Linked DNA regions of Zea mays: regions 2 and 3 are each linked to region 1. The links are chromatin contacts, called in public Hi-C maps. All regions are on one chromosome and are shown on one strand. Each heading gives the region's core, a stretch centred on a gene start, on an enhancer-like site or on the middle of the called end of the contact. The rest is flanking DNA. Distances are from core to core; before and after follow the strand shown.

Evidence for each region. Hi-C and Micro-C count contacts between places; a contact is called where the count stands out from the background.
Region 2: a contact with region 1 is called in a Hi-C map of ear, with 2.9 times the contacts expected there. The contact joins the enhancer-like site here to the promoter of LOC100273091 in region 1. A contact is called at or near these places in 3 of 25 Hi-C or Micro-C datasets (ear, endosperm and tassel).
Region 3: a contact with region 1 is called in a Hi-C map of leaf, with 6 times the contacts expected there. The contact joins the promoter of LOC100277195 here to the promoter of LOC100273091 in region 1. A contact is called at or near these places in 5 of 25 Hi-C or Micro-C datasets (endosperm, leaf, root tip and 2 more).

What each region holds. Positions count from the first base shown.
Region 1 is chr1:257,032,980-257,035,668 of Zm-B73-REFERENCE-NAM-5.0, reverse strand. LOC100273091 (Ubiquitin carboxyl-terminal hydrolase family protein) reads right to left here and starts at 1,360. Exons shown (of 3, transcript XM_008669160.2): 1 at 1-1,360. The coding sequence starts at 1,261. The coding sequence ends at 11.
Region 2 is chr1:256,597,169-256,599,857 of Zm-B73-REFERENCE-NAM-5.0, reverse strand. It overlaps LOC103643688 (serine/threonine-protein phosphatase BSL2 homolog), which reads right to left. Exons shown (of 21, transcript XM_020546825.3): 21 at 1,932-2,641. The coding sequence ends at 2,555. Among protein-coding and RNA genes, the nearest start is that of LOC103643688, 16 kb to the right of the region's middle. Within about 2 kb of position 1,352, at least 9 of the 20 cell types and tissues checked have an H3K27ac peak or open chromatin away from gene starts, as enhancers often do. A contact at or near this core is called in ear, endosperm and tassel, where this site is marked.
Region 3 is chr1:256,720,314-256,723,002 of Zm-B73-REFERENCE-NAM-5.0, reverse strand. It overlaps LOC100277195, which reads left to right and starts at 1,301. Exons shown (of 25, transcript NM_001352402.1): 1 at 1,301-1,791. The coding sequence starts at 1,429.

The sequences.
Region 1 (2,689 bases), core at 111-2,610:
ACTCAAAAAATCAATGAGAAATTTGTTCCTTTATATCCTCATCAACATCGTCGTCACTGTCCTGATCCTCAGAAGCAACACCCACTTCCATGTCATCTTCAGCCACGTCGTCTTCATCATCATACTCCTCATTTTCATCATCATCCACTGTGGCACCAAACTCCTCCCCGATGATTTGTTCACTGCGACTACTCCTTCGATCTTTGCCCTTGCCCTTTCCAACTTCCTCCTTCCCCATATGCATCAAATGCATATACTGATACCTTATCCCCATCATGGGGTGCTTGTCCACAAGCATATGCCTCCGGTATGATTCCCTGAGAACTACCGTCTGTGTCCTCAGCTTGTGCGATATGTAGAAAATCCCAGGGTGCTTAGCCACCACCTTCCTGAATCCTGGTGGCAACCGCAGCGCCTCCCCAAGCTTGACCAACACCTCCTTCTCCATCTTCTTCCCAACCGTGAGACTCAGGACCTCGTGCAGCACCGCCACGGTCCTCTTCTCCGTTATGTCACTCCTTGGCGTTAGGTGCGACCCATCCTCATAGGGCGAAATGTACGGCAGCCTCTGCCACTCGTCTAACCATTTGCGCACCTTCTTGTCAAGCTCGAATCCTCTGGGGAACGAGAGTGGGAAGGCGACCACGTCGCCGACCTTGTAGCCGCCGGTGCGCTGCGCGTAGGACTGCATCGACGACACGGCGAGATCCTTCCTGTAGCAGACGAGCTCGAGGAGGCTGCCGTCCGGGGAGAGCGCGAAGTAGTCCGGGTAGTTGGGGAGCAGCGAGCGTTGGAAGTCGGACGCGAGGCCGAGGTCGAGCCGGAGGCGCGCGACGAGGCGGAGCGGGAGCGCGCGAGAGGGGGCGAGCATGAGCAGCCGAAGCAGGCGGTCAGCCGCGTCGGGGACGGTGGCGTCGACGACCTGCGCCTCGGCGGCGTGGAGCGCCGAGAGCCGGGGCGTCGGGGAGACCTCGATGGGGTGCGGCGAGAGCGCGAACGCCGAGGGGTAGAGCCGCAGGAAGCGCAGCGGGCGGAACGGGAAAGGGATTGTGGAGGGCAGCGAGTGCAGCGGCACGGCGTGCGGCGGCGGCGTGGCGGCAAGGAGCACGTCCTTGGCGAGGAGAAACGGCACCAGGTGGCGCTCCCGCTCCACGACGTGGTCGAGGGCCCGTTCTCGCACCCACGGCACGCGCGCCTCGAGGAGGCCGCGCGCCGGCACTAGCAGCGCCGCCGGTACACGCCGCAGCGGCGGCAGATGCATCTCTTCGTGGGGTTTTGGGAGGCGAGCGTCCGAATGCGGCGGCGTGTGGGGAGGCCTCAAGTGAGGGGAGAACAGAGACGGTGGTCGATTGTGTCTATTTTTAGGTTGGTGTCGTGGGTGGGTTCGAACCGTGCGGGCTGAGAGACTCGGCCCAATTGAGGTTCAGCTACTTTGAATTTTTTTCATGAATCACACTCTACCGCGATTTGTTAACAAGTCAGACATGTTTGTTAACGAGCCAGTTCGCGGGCGAAACAAGCTATCACATTTTTAACAAAACAAAATTATATTTATATTATTTGCGTAACAATTAATGAATATGTTATCTGTATATATGTGGTGTTGATCTGAGTTAAACTATTGATTGACGAATTGTGTCAATGTGTTAAATTGGTCTATACGTGTCGGCGTTTCGACCCTGGGGGTACCTGGACCAACGAGTAAATTGTCGCTGCGTGTGCCAGCCCAGATGGGTCGGCGCGAGACGGAACACAAGGGGGGAAAACAGTAAGGGAAAACCGCGACCTCGTGTTGTCCTGCGCCCAGGGCGGATGCGCTTGCAGTAGGGGGTTACAAGCGTTCGCGAGGGAGAGAGAGAGGGAGAGCCTTGCGCGTCGGCCCGTTCTCCCGCGTGGTCACCTTCTCGTACGAGAGCCCTGGACCTTCTGAAAGGGAATTAGGCTTACACCTAGTTCCTAAATAATTTTGGTGGTTGAATTGCCCAACACAAATAATTGGACTAACTAGTTTGCCCAAGTGTATAGATTATACAGGTGTAAAAGGTTCACACTCAGCCAATAAAAAGACCAAGTTTTGGATTCAACAAAGGAGCAAAGGGGCAACCGAAGGCACCCCTGGTCTGGCGCACCGGACTGTCCGGTGCACCACCGGACATGTCCGGTGCACCAGGGGGACTCAGACTCAAACTCGCCACCTTCGGAAATTTACAGAGGCGACTCGGCTATAATTCACCGGACTGTCCGGTGTACACCGGACATGTCCGGTGCTCCAGGGAAGGTCGGCCTCAGGAACTCACCAGCCTCGGGTTTTCTCCTTCGCCGCTCCGCTATAATTCACCGGACTGTCTGGTGTGCACCGGACTGTCCGGTGCAACCTCGGAGCAACGGCTACTTCGCGCCAACGGCTACCTGCAACGGCATTTAATGCACGCGCAGCGCGCGCAGGAGTCAGAATCGCCCATGCTGGCACACCGGACAGCAAACAGTACATGTCCGGTGTGCACCGGACACCCAGGTGGGCCCACAAGTCAGAAGCTCCAACGGTCAGAATCCAACGGCAGTGATGACGTGGCAGGGGGCACCGGACTGTCCGGTGTGCACCGAACTGTCCGGTGCGCCATCGAGCAGACAGCCTCCCAACGGCCACTTTTGGTGGTTGGGGCTATAAATACCCCAACCACCTCACCAT
Region 2 (2,689 bases), core at 103-2,602, 440 kb after region 1:
CTAGTTCCTAATGTTTGTTGGTTTGGAAGTTTAGTGACATCCTGGAAGATTTGGTGATTCTAGGGTGTTACAATAAGACTAGTCTAATGGTAGGTGTCGGATTACCCTATAGATCACCCCAAATGGTCACCAATGCCTAGTGCTGATATAGTACTAACATTATAGCCATTGAGAGGAATTGAACCCTGACACAATAGTCCGATGGTACGCAGAGGGTGCAATAGTTGTAAATATCCTTGAGGGCTATAAATAAGACCATAATCGATCACATAAGATGCATTGGAGCTGAGGAGCATACCAAGAGAGTTGAGGTTCATTTTAGTAGCTCTAGACATCCAAGCGCTCAACAGTCACTTGGTGATTAACGTAGGTGCTTTGTGAAGTACTTAATTAGTTAGGTATACCGCCACTTATAGCATTTGATCTAAGTTTAGGACTAGTTTTTTGAGTGAGATTAGAACACCTCTTACCTTTTGGTGCTTACGTGACCATTGTAGTTATACTAGAGGGGCTTGTAATTTTGCAAGATCACACCAATTGAAATTGAGTTTATAGTGTGATCGCGACTGTGTAGTAGAGGAAACTATGCCCACGATCTTTTAGCTAAAAACTCAATAATAAAGATGGAGGGCTTGTAGTCATGTAAGATCACACCAAATATGCCAGCGGTGTGATCGAGAATGAGACGTGGACTAGAGGAAAGTTTGCAAGCCTTTTGATACCTCAATAAAATACCGAAGTCACCAATGAGAGTTTGTATCTCTATCACACTTAAGATCTCATATTTATATTATTTGTGTGTTTTACCTTCTTAGCTTAGTTGGTAGGTAATTGTTAGGTTTGAAGCCTAACTCTTATGATTAAGATAGTAGCACTTAGTCAGACTATAATTGCACATAGATAATCTATTTATTGCATAAGGTTTGACTAGACGTAAAAGAGAGACCTTGGTTAAGAAATAAAGTATCTAATTTACTCTCTTCTTAGACATCAAAATGTCATGCATATACTTGCAACCTTAGACTCTACGGATTATGTGATATCATTCTTCGCTAATAATAATTAGCTTAGACAGTTCTAGTTACTCAACGAGAGACGCTTGGTATCAGTTTTATGTTAATTGACTCTCTGGTCTCTGACCACCTACAAACACTCGTATTGAAATACATGTCGGTCAAAAATAACTTATGAGAATATGGGTCGAGCTTTTTGGGTTAGCATGAGCACAACCCAAAAACAGGAGCCCAAACCACGGCCTGACATGAAATAATATAGGCCAGGCTACCATGGTTCGAAGCCAGATCTAAGTCGGGCTTTAAATTCTGACCCATCATGACCCAGCAAGCACGCACACATGGGCTGGGTTTGTAGGGGCATGGCCCAATGAAACCCATATTGCTTAATTTTTTAATTTAGTAAGGTAATGACTTAATATGGCGATAATACTTGAATTTTATGTAATCAAATGCTATTCACATTGTTTATCTTTAATTTAGTAATATTTGAATTTTATATGATTGTAATATTTGAATTTTATATGGTTAAAATATATGGGCGAGCAGGAGCCAAAATTTCTGGCCTAATCCGTCTCCTCCTCCCCCTTGGCCCACATGCAGGTGTAATACAAGCATGCATCATCAATTACAAGATAATCATATGACCATTCATCCAGATGAAGCCGTTCTGCGAAATGTCTTCCAAAAAACGACGCAACTAGAAAGCTGCTACAAAGAGTTGTTGCCAGAGACATTCTAGCCGGAAAGAGCCCTGCCAAACCACTCTACGGTTGCTTCTCGGCTGAAATCCAAATTCGCCGCATTGGTAGCCACTAGCCACAAACCACCAGACCACATTTATACCAATATTAAACGCACCCAGCTGTGTAATACACACATTCGAAAGTAGTAAAGTAAAATCGTACATCAACGGTGTAAATAAAATAACAGCTCTTTACCTCCACTATAAATCAAACTGTCCATTCTCCACCGCAAAAATTCTCAAACTTTAAGAACACAAAAATGTACACATCAGCGTCTGTCTGAAATTACATTGAGGTTGAGAGCACTATTATACAAAACAGCTGGACCGCGAACCCTCCTGACAAATCCCTGTGGCAACTCAAAAATACTTTGCGACATGAGAAAATTCCAGGCCCCGAGAGAAAGGAAAGAATACCTAGTACAATAACACTATTACGTTTGCCATTCCAAATTGGATGCCAAAAACACACCATACCCCCCCCCCCCCCCCCCCCCCCACCCCACACACACACACAAAAAAAAACCCAGCTGAGTATATACAAATGAAGCCTCCACGGATCTTCGAAGGAGTTCTATTTGCACTGCTACTCGTGTTCAATGAAACGAATTGGAGAGCGTTGTCCTAGATTAAGCTCCCTTCTACCAACTTTATAGTCCCTATGCTCCCCTGTACATCAATCTTTCGTTTCGGTACGGCTGTCGACCAGCCCCTCTCCCGAACACAAATGAAAATAACAAGATCCAGACCACTCAGGCTTCATATGAATCATACCAACCAATGTGTGGTCAATCTACTATATCCAGGCAAGAGAACCCTTGTCATTAGCTACTGCTTGGGGACGCCCCCTGGTCGGAGTTGGTGGTCTGTTAGCATTTAGCTCCTGAATTTCATTCCACAGGCCACAGTATTAAGAGGTGGAATGGGGGGG
Region 3 (2,689 bases), core at 52-2,551, 310 kb after region 1:
ACTCCTCATCGCTAAGATAACCTAAGCGTGGCAGGCGCCACCATGTCCTCCTCGACGACACGCACGGAGAAAGGCCAGGAGCATGACCGACTCGCCCCGTACCCGCATCAACGAGCGTCGGTCGGCTCGCGGCTGCGACCGTGGGTGGGGGCAGCAGGTTGGGGAGGAAGAACATGGCGTATGCTGAGAAGACGAACGGGACGTCCGACGACGGCGAAAACGATGGTCCGCGCATGATGTGAAACGTCCTCGTGGACGTGCAATGGCCACTGCGCGAGTCGGTGTCGGGGCTGGTGTCGGACGAACACGAGGAGGAGACGCCTGCTCCTACGCCATTTGCCGATAATAGAGTGGCGCGGAGGTGGAAGCATAAGGGGGAGAGAAAATAAATAGAATGGCGAACGGGGTGGTGGCAACTGAGGCGAGGACCATCATTATCGTGCAGAGGTATAGATGGCCAAATGAGCCGTGTCTGGCGAGCCGGTCCGAGGCATGACCCATTTAATAGTGACTGAGCCAACCCGACACGAGCGTCCTGCTGTGCTTAGGCCGTAGCCTCGGCCCGTAGTGCTTGCCGGCCTGACACAATTATTTTTTTTATTTTACAAAAAAAATCATATATACATACATACAATTTATATCCATTATTATAAACACTTGAGCATTATATTCTATTGGTTAGATAGTTTTATCTAGTGTCTTCCACCCTTCTTCCGTTTCAAACTCCTACACTATTTTTAATATTTTACGATGAGTTGATTTTGGAAACCATTTTTAATATTTTACGCTGAGTTGATTTGAAAAAAATGTAGGGATTTTTTTGTAAAAAGATGACGCAGAATAACCGTTGAAACTGGTGCTTTAAATCGCTCTTTAAACAAAAATCTGCCGTTGAAAATAGGGCTGACCGCTGAAAATGTCGCTGCTCTAGTTGTTTTTGTCCAAACATAGTACGAAGTTGGATATAAAAACAAATTAGGACTTCCGATACGATTCATTCATAATAATTCTCTAAATCTCACGTAGCCATATGAATTAGATCGATAAATATTTTTTCAATCCACAAAGTCGAAGTCGACTTCATCCCAATGACAACTTCACCACTTTTGCCACTGGGGTTCTTTCACCTTCACGGGCTTCACCGCTTGTACGATCTGATAAATTCGAACACGGAGCTGGCTTAGTCAAACTGGGCATCAGTTGCACAGTTGCTACCCTAAAGCCCATTAGCCCATCCGTCGTTCCTGGCTGTCCTGAAAACCCCAAACCAATCAGGCAATCGTGCCCAGTTCCGCTTCCCCTCGCCATTTCGCCCCGCCTCCCGCCCCTACTCCCTACACCTTCACCGCTGTCGGGGGAGGCGGCTCGCCGTGACATCGACCTCACCCCACCCCCAGCGTAGCATCCCGCCACTCCATCGCACTGTCCATGGAGGATGACGAGTACGAGGAGGGGATGGAGATGGGCTACGGCGGGCATCACCAGCACGGCGGCGGCCACGCGGGGTACGGCGCGGAGGAGGACGACGAGGTGGGGTACGGCGGCGGGGGCGGGGAAGAGATGGATGAGGATGCGGACGGGGACGCTGAGCAGCAGGAGGATATCACTCAGGACGACGCCTGGGCCGTCATATCCGCCTACTTCGAGGAGAAGGGCCTCGTGCGCCAGCAGCTCGATTCCTTCGACGAGTTCATCCAGAACACCATGCAGGAGATTGTTGATGAGTCCGCCGACATCGAGATCCGCCCCGAGTCGCAGCACAACCCTGGCCGCCAGGCCGAATTTGCCGAGGTTGTTGCCCCACTCTGATCGACTGTTGCAAGTGATGCCTGAATGGTTCACTATTTGCTGCTGCTAGACTGGGCGATTAGCCTGGGGTGCTGGGGGAGCTTGGTATGACATGGTGTCTCGGTAGCATTTGCCGGCTCATCACTTTGCCATCTGTGCACCTGCTTGATTAGATGTCCACCTACGGTTTTGGGTCTAGTGCGGAAACAGGTGCCCAATTTTATGGCTGAGGATGAATTTTGCACCGACTTAGGTGGACAGGGGATTGTGGAATTGTTCAGTTCTACTAGTGTCTAGAATAGCTTCTGCTGAAGTTCCCTCTGTGCGATATATGGTAGGGAATTCTTGAGTTTGACAAGGATAGCATAAAAGATTCCAGAGTGAGTTTTGTATTGATCAGGACATTTGTAGTGATCTTCAGTTGGTACTAGTAATATATGGAGTTGATCTTATGATGAAGATAGCACGTCTCATGTTTCGTGGGTTTTGAACCACCTGTACTTTATTTTCTTGAGCTGTGTGGTGTGATGTGATTTGCAAATAATGAATAATGCAAGTAGAAGTGCTTGCTAAGGAAAAACACAATTCTCAGATTAACATTGAAAATTTCTGTGAAATCAATCATTAATGGCTAAGCACTTGTGATAAACAAATAAGTCTCAAGATCTTTTTGAATTCTCTTGAACAAGTCATGTAAGACATGAATTGGATTTACGAATGTTCATCAGAAGTAAGCACCAGTAAATACATAAAATATTTGTGCTTCTCTAGAAACTGAAGAGAACTAAACATGTTCCCTTTCCTTAGTAAGTGTGCAAGATTATGAATTGAAACTTGTATTAAAATGTTGAAGCTCTACACTGATATCTTTTGATAGTGTCTGAATTCAGCAGTCGCCTTC